Regions from separate parts of the Gossypium hirsutum genome. Here region 1 is linked to region 2. The links are chromatin contacts, called in public Hi-C maps. All regions are on one chromosome and are shown on one strand. The core of a region is the stretch at or near the end of the contact, and the rest is flanking DNA. Distances in the headings are between cores, read along the strand shown. Region 1 has its middle 41 kb from the start of LOC121216029. Region 2 holds the start of LOC107899476 (S-adenosylmethionine synthase 3).

Region 1 (3,625 bases), core at 175-2,674, 210 kb before region 2:
TGAAGCCCTGATTACATTTCAACCCCAAATCATATAATCACTATCAACTGGGACCTTGAGTTGCAATGTTATCCGGATTCCCGAGTGATGGCTCCATACCCACATGGCAGATGAAATTTGTAGGTCTTCTAGCTCTATGGCACCACCGTAAATTTAAACATTCCTTAAAACTATAACTATGTCTATCTCAAACACGGACAAAAATTAATCTACAAACTTCTAATTTTCAACTGGAAGAAAAAAAAGAAAAAAAAGAAAAAAAACAATTTTACCAAAGTGAAAACGCGTCCTACAGGGAGCCATTTCACTGCCCTGTAGGATGCGTTTTTATTCTCTCTCCTTAAAACGCACCTTGTATGACGTGTTTTCCTTTTTCTCCAAAAATGGCATAGATCATTAAATTTTCAAAAAAAAAACGGCATAGCTGCTTACTTTTTTTCAGCATATTTAGTTAAATTAACCAATTAACTACATATCATATATCAATTATTATATATAAATAAATTACAAATTTATAAAAATTATTATACAATTATGATATTTTAACCTACCTCGTTTATTAACTATATGTAACATAAACCTTAAATGTACAACTAACCTTATTGTAAATTGTAATGTATACAATTAGTATTATATAATTAAGGTAGATTATTAATAATATGTATCTTTATATACAACTATGTTTTTATAATATTTATTTTTATATTAATAATATGTAAGCTTAAATCCTAAATAAGTGGTAGATTATAATATATATATATACCATAGCGTGGGTTAAGTAATCAAGATATTTCGTATTGTTATAGAACTTTGAATTTGTTTAGAATTATTATATTTTAGTTTTTAGGTATATTTAAGTTGTCGTGAAATTGTTATGCTTAATTTTTTTGAATTGTTATTTAACTACTTTTGTTTATTTACATTTATTTATAGATAATTATCGATAAATTTATTTAAAATTAAATTTTTGTTTGATTTTCTATTATTTTGTGAATTTGGATTCGAATATTCGGCGTATGATTGAAAATTTTAATTTTGGATTTTTTGTGGATTCATTATTTGACGGATAATAATTTTAATTTAGATTCAAATTTAAATAGTAATACTCGAATAATTTACGGATTCAAATTTCTAAATAGATATATGAGTTAAGTTAATACAGAAAGACACAGAAATACAATTTGAAGCCATTCCTACTCCAAATCATCTCAACTTTTTTTATCCTTTGCGTTTGGCATTTGACAATAATGTTTAATTCATGAAAAACAAAAGGAGAAAAAGAATAGAAACATGTATGTTCCCCTTTCACCAGTTGTGCCAAATAGAGTTTTTCCCCAACTACAATATCTTGGTGGGCTTTGGTTATTACAAATTCCGCCAATGGGCCCTATTTTGGGCTTTTCATTTAAACAGAACTGGCGGGCCTGCATGAAAGTTGTCAATCTCATTCAAAAAATAAAACACCCAACATCTCTTCCCCACCTAAACACCTTACCGTTCTTTTATAATGTCTACTCTCTTGGCATCTATAACCTAAAATTTTGTTCTTCTATATGCACAATATTTAAATGTATGTTGATATGACCCAAATGATAGTTTTATATTGTACTGAGAGAGTGTGTGAAAAAGAAGATTATAACAACATATCTTCAAGCGCAACTCCTGATGATGGGTCAAGCTGTCGAGACGATATTGAGCAAAATAGACAAGGCGGAAAACTAAGATTGAATGATGATTTTAGTACTTAAACTTTTCCTATCGCTTTACTTTTAATCTTTTTTAATTACAAATCTTAATCTAAATGTTTTTTTCAGACAAAAACTGTCTGAATTGTTAAAAGTTTAATGAGGGTTATATTATAATCCGGTGATACTTCATGTATACTTTATTCTTAATATTGATCATATTTTCTTAAAAATTATCATTTTTTAATTAGTGGTGTTAAAATTTTAATAGTTCGATTTTTTTTAGACAATCAATTAGACTAAATTTTAAAGGTTTACAATTAAAATGATAAAAAAAATTATCGTAAAAATAATTTTTTTAAAAATTAAGTGTTAATTTTTTTATTATTATGTCAAAATCAATTAAAAAATAGTTGTAAAAATAACATTCATGAGCCATGTAATACCCGAGTTTGGCCCGAGTCTAAAAGGCCCTCAGTAAACAAATAAAAAATAGAGTCCAAATTACAGTGGGCCAATACGGCCCAAACCTAAAATACAGTGACCCATCACAAGCATAGGCCCAAAACAGTATCAAAACAAAAAAAAACCCAGGTTTTCTAGGGTAAGCCTCGCGCCGCAACCAAGTACTTCGCGCCAGCCGCATCCTCGTTCACCTGCACAGCAAGAAAGAAATAGGGCAGTATAGGCAACGAATATGGCAAGAAAATCAAGAAGATCTCAAAATCAAGCAGATACGAATAGATTTTCTTTCCATTTTTTGTTTCATTGTTTGTTATATAAAGCTACTAAATACACTGTAAAACGGATGGAAAAAAAATCAATAAAAAAACACGAGTGTTTTCACAAACAACAGAGAATACCAAGAGTGCACAAAATCAATCAAGAGATTAAAAGGTCGACATTTTATCTCGAACTGTTGTTTTTGTTTTTTTTTTTTGTTTTCTTTATATTTTTTCCTTTGCGTACTATTTAAAAAAATGTATAAAAAAAGGAAAGAAAGAGGTTGCAACAGACCTGATTTTGGATCGCGCGCCGCTGTCGGAGGTTCCTCCGTTCGTCAAAGCCACGAAAGCCCTTTAGGGTTTCGCGCGGATTTGCAATTGGAATTACAGAGGCCGAAAGGCCATTGCTTCTGTGTTTTATTTCTTCTAAAAAATACCCAAATCGGGTTTTATTATTTATTTAAAAAAAGGGAAATACCTGGAGACGCCTTAAATCTGCGCGAAAAGAGCCAATAAGCCCCTTTGGGGTGCGACTCCAACCACCTTCCACGGTGGGATCACGGCAAAGGCGTGGCGGCGTAAAAGCTAGGGTCGAAACCCTAGCAGAGAAATCAAGATTTTTTTATTATTTTTTTATATTTCTCCTACTACAAATGATTTTTTTTGGGGAAAAGTTGGTTTAAATAGGGTAACTAAACGGTACCGTTTTAGGAGCGGTTTTAAGTGTTAAAAACGGCGTCGTTTTGGATAATCCGACCCGACTTGGCCTAGGATCCGCGTGTTTTTATGCGGAGGGGCAAATTGCGCCTTTAGCCCCTCCGTGTTTTAATGTTTTTATTAAGTTTTTTTATTTTTAAAAATTCGCTCTTTAATTTATTTCCAATTTCAATTTGGTCCTGATGGAACGACGCCGTTTAGGGGAAAAGGGAAAATTTCTCCTTCAATCCCTCCATGATTATTCGCGCGTTCAATGTGGTCCTTTGGGTTTTATTTATTTTCGAATTTGCCCCAGATTTTTCATCTTCAGTTCAGTTTAGTCCCTTTTTTTTATATTTTTTAAATTTAATTAATTTCGATAATGTATTTATTATTTAATCATTTTTTAAATCTATATGTATATATTTATTTTTTTATATGGTCATGTATATACATTTATTTTTTTAATGAATGTTCTTTTATATATATACATATATACATCAATATATTTTATTTTCG
Region 2 (3,696 bases), core at 299-2,798:
CATCATCAGTGCAAATACTTTGTTGGCCCAATAATGCATTACATCTAACTTTAGGTAATATTAAATGAAGTTCCCCATTCAACATCAACAAAATGAAGGCTAAATTTGTTCAGAATATTCACTAGCAACCAATTCTCAAAAGGAAGAGAAAATAACCTATTAAGGTATTTCCATTGAAATGAAAATGCATAGGATATGTTTACATTTTGGTGTAAATTCTTGTAGGTATCAATTTCACTGATACATTTGGTCTATTGGTTTGTACCGATACGTTTCAGCTTGTAATGCTCGTATTAGATCATACAATATTTTAAAATTTTAAACTATTTTTTATTTTTTATCTTAATTATTTTTATAATTACATTAAAAAATAAAATATAATAATTTAATTAAGTTGTTGAACATAATTAATAATTTTAAAATTAATATTTTCATATAAATATATTTATATGTTTATAATTGAAATATGTTTACATGTACAAAAGAAATATTAAAAATACTAATAAACATGAAATGATACATCGAAATATAAAAATACAAATATGTAATTGTATCAAAACAAAAAAACCATATGTCCATCTATATGTTAGGAGAGTTGCTCTCCTAAGATAATTTTTTTTTTAAAAAAAACTCCTAAGATAATTTTTAAAAATAAAAAATCAATCTTATTCTTATACAATTTTTTTTAACTTTATCAATAACCATTAATTTATTTTTTTTAAAAACCACTTATATAATGAATGTTTAATAGGTAGTCTTATTAGAAAATTTTAAAGAGAGTAAATAATGATAAAATTATTTGAATGAGATGACGTTATCTTAATTAACTAACATCAATTTATAGAATTATGCTTTGTTAATTTTTAAATATAATTATGCATTATTAATATATTTAAATATATCAAGTTTAAAAAAATCATTTTAATCATTCATTTAATTTTTCGCTTATTTTAATCTTTAAACTTGCTTTGTTTGTCAAATTATCCTAAAATGAAGAGAAAGTTAACGTTAACTTTTGTGACATGACATTCAAATAGATTGTCGCTTGAATGTCACATTAGTAATTAATTGATTATTTAATATATTTAAAAATTCATGAAAAAATATTTTAAAATATTTAAAATTATTTAAAAATTATAAAAATTATTTAAAAATATAATTAATTGCTAATGTGGACTACATGTGGATGCCACATCAGTAAAATTAATAAACGTTAACTTTTCCATCTATTTTGAGATAATTTGATAAGCAACGTAAGTTAAAGAGTTGAAAGAAGCAAAAAATTAAATAAAGGGTTAAAATAATTTACCTTATAAAGTTAGAGGATCAAACAAGAATTATCCCTAAATTTAATGCAACTTCTTTTACTTGTAAAGGATTGATATAATTGGACCCAACATCAACGTGAAAGAGAACTTGAATGTACAAAATATTGATACAAGATCCAATCTCTGCCCTCCAATTTCGTCGTCCAGAAATAGTCAAATTTTAAAGGGTCAAGATTGTTTGAAAAAATTTGTGACGAGAAGCAGGAGATAATACAATATGGGGGTGGAGAAAAGCAGGGGAAGAGCCAAACACCGAAAAGGGCGGGGAATCGCGAGTGATTAAGAGCGAATCAAACGATTCGTCTTTCAGTCCTATAAATAATATCCCATTTCTCCCTTCACTTCAATTCCCTCTCCTCTCTTCCTCTTTCCATTTTCAATCTCTTCTTTCAGATCTCATTGAAAGGTACCGCTCCCTTTCCTTTCTCTCTTTCTTTTTCCTTCACAATAAAATGCTTTGAACAGATCGATTTGAATATTATCATGATTTCCTTTTTTTATTATAAATGGAAGTGGGATTCATTTCGTTTGAGAATGAGCTTTTTTTTCTTTAATAATTAAACTCTTGATTCTGTTTTTGTTCATCAGATTTGTGAAATTAAGGATAATATTTGGTTCATCTATAAAAGTTGTAGCTTTCGAATGCTACTGATCTCTCTATGTTTTGTTATGTCCATAAATTGCTCGATTTCATAAATCCCTAGGTAACTAATGTTGAATTGTTCTTTTTGGTTGCTTTGCTCCCCCCCCCCCAACCTAAAAACAAGAATGTAATTTGGATGCAAAAGTTGATTATATGTTGAAATAAATTGTATTTTTTTTTTGTTTCGTGAATAATAATCATTTTTATTGTCTTTGTAGTTTAATTGTATATTTAATCTTTTACTCTAACATGAAAATAAAATTTATTCTCAGAAACTTTTGATAATGTAGAAAGCAAGTATATTTACAATGAAATAATGCTTTAATTTGTCATAGAGTGAAATTTTGAAGTTGAATTCAAGTCTGATGAGGATATTTGCTTCTTTTTTTAGATTTTATTACCATAAGACTTTGAGGTGTGGTCTGTTAAATTTGTTGTTTTTCAACTAAAATTTTCACTTTAAGGAGCATTAATTTAGTGCCTTATGATGTGGTCAAAGTCGATATGGACACCTTCCTATTCACTTCCGAATCTGTCAATGAAGGCCACCCCGACAAGATTTGCGACCAGGTTTCAGATGCTATTCTTGATGCATGCCTAGAACAAGACCCAGAAAGCAAAGTAGCTTGTGAAACTTGTACCAAGACAAACATGGTTATGGTCTTTGGCGAGATCACAACCAAGGCTAAAGTTGACTATGAGAAAATCGTTCGTGATACTTGCAGAGGTATAGGGTTCATATCAGCTGATGTTGGCCTTGATGCTGACAACTGCAAAGTTCTAGTTAACATTGAGCAACAGAGCCCTGATATTGCTCAAGGAGTTCATGGTCACCTCACCAAGAAGCCTGAGGAAATTGGGGCTGGTGACCAGGGTCACATGTTCGGTTATGCCACTGATGAAACCCCTGAGTTTATGCCTCTAACCCATGTGCTTGCAACCAAGCTCGGCGCCAGGCTCACTGAAGTGAGGAAGAACAAGACATGCCCATGGTTGAGGCCTGACGGTAAAACCCAAGTGACTGTTGAGTATCTTAATGAGGGTGGAGCCATGGTCCCCATTCGTGTTCACACAATTCTCATTTCAACCCAACATGATGAGACTGTCACCAATGAGAAGATCCATGCAGATTTGAAAGAACATGTTATTAAGCCTGTTATTCCTGCGAAGTATCTCGATGACAAAACCATTTTCCATCTCAACCCATCTGGTAGGTTTGTAATCGGTGGACCACATGGAGATGCAGGACTCACTGGCCGAAAGATAATTATTGATACCTATGGTGGGTGGGGTGCTCATGGTGGAGGTGCCTTCTCTGGAAAGGATCCTACAAAGGTGGACCGTAGTGGTGCATACATTGTTAGGCAAGCAGCAAAGAGTGTTGTGGCCTCAGGACTTGCACGCCGCTGTATCGTGCAAGTATCCTATGCAATCGGTGTGCCTGAACCATTGTCGGTATTCGTTGACACATACAAGACAGGCAAGATCCCAGACAAGGATATATTGCAATTGATTAAGGAGAGCTTTGACTTCAGGCCAGGGATGATCTCTATCAATCTTGATTTGAAGAGGGGAGGCAAATTTAGGTACCAAAAGACTGCTGCTTACGGTCATTTTGGACGTGATGACAAAGATTTCACTTGGGAGATTGTCAAGCCTCTTAAACCAAAGGCCTAGCTTGGTTTGGTTACATTAAAATTTCAGCAAATGGTTACTATTGTAGCC

Evidence for each region. A called contact is a pair of places that touch in the nucleus more often than the background predicts.
Region 1: a Hi-C map of leaf shows a contact between it and region 2, with 2.7 times the contacts expected there. The contact joins the enhancer-like site here to the promoter of LOC107899476 in region 2. A contact is called at or near these places in 2 of 34 Hi-C or Micro-C datasets (both in leaf).

Annotation. Positions count from the first base shown.
Region 1 is chrD04:41,363,025-41,366,649 of Gossypium_hirsutum_v2.1, reverse strand. No RefSeq gene overlaps it. Among protein-coding and RNA genes, the nearest start is that of LOC121216029, 41 kb to the left of the region's middle. Within about 2 kb of position 1,424, at least 1 of the 9 cell types and tissues checked has an H3K27ac peak or open chromatin away from gene starts, as enhancers often do. A contact at or near this core is called in leaf, where this site is marked.
Region 2 is chrD04:41,151,333-41,155,028 of Gossypium_hirsutum_v2.1, reverse strand. It overlaps LOC107899476 (S-adenosylmethionine synthase 3), which reads left to right and starts at 1,548. Exons shown (of 2, transcript XM_016825199.2): 1 at 1,548-1,734; 2 at 2,436-3,696. The coding sequence starts at 2,476. The coding sequence ends at 3,648.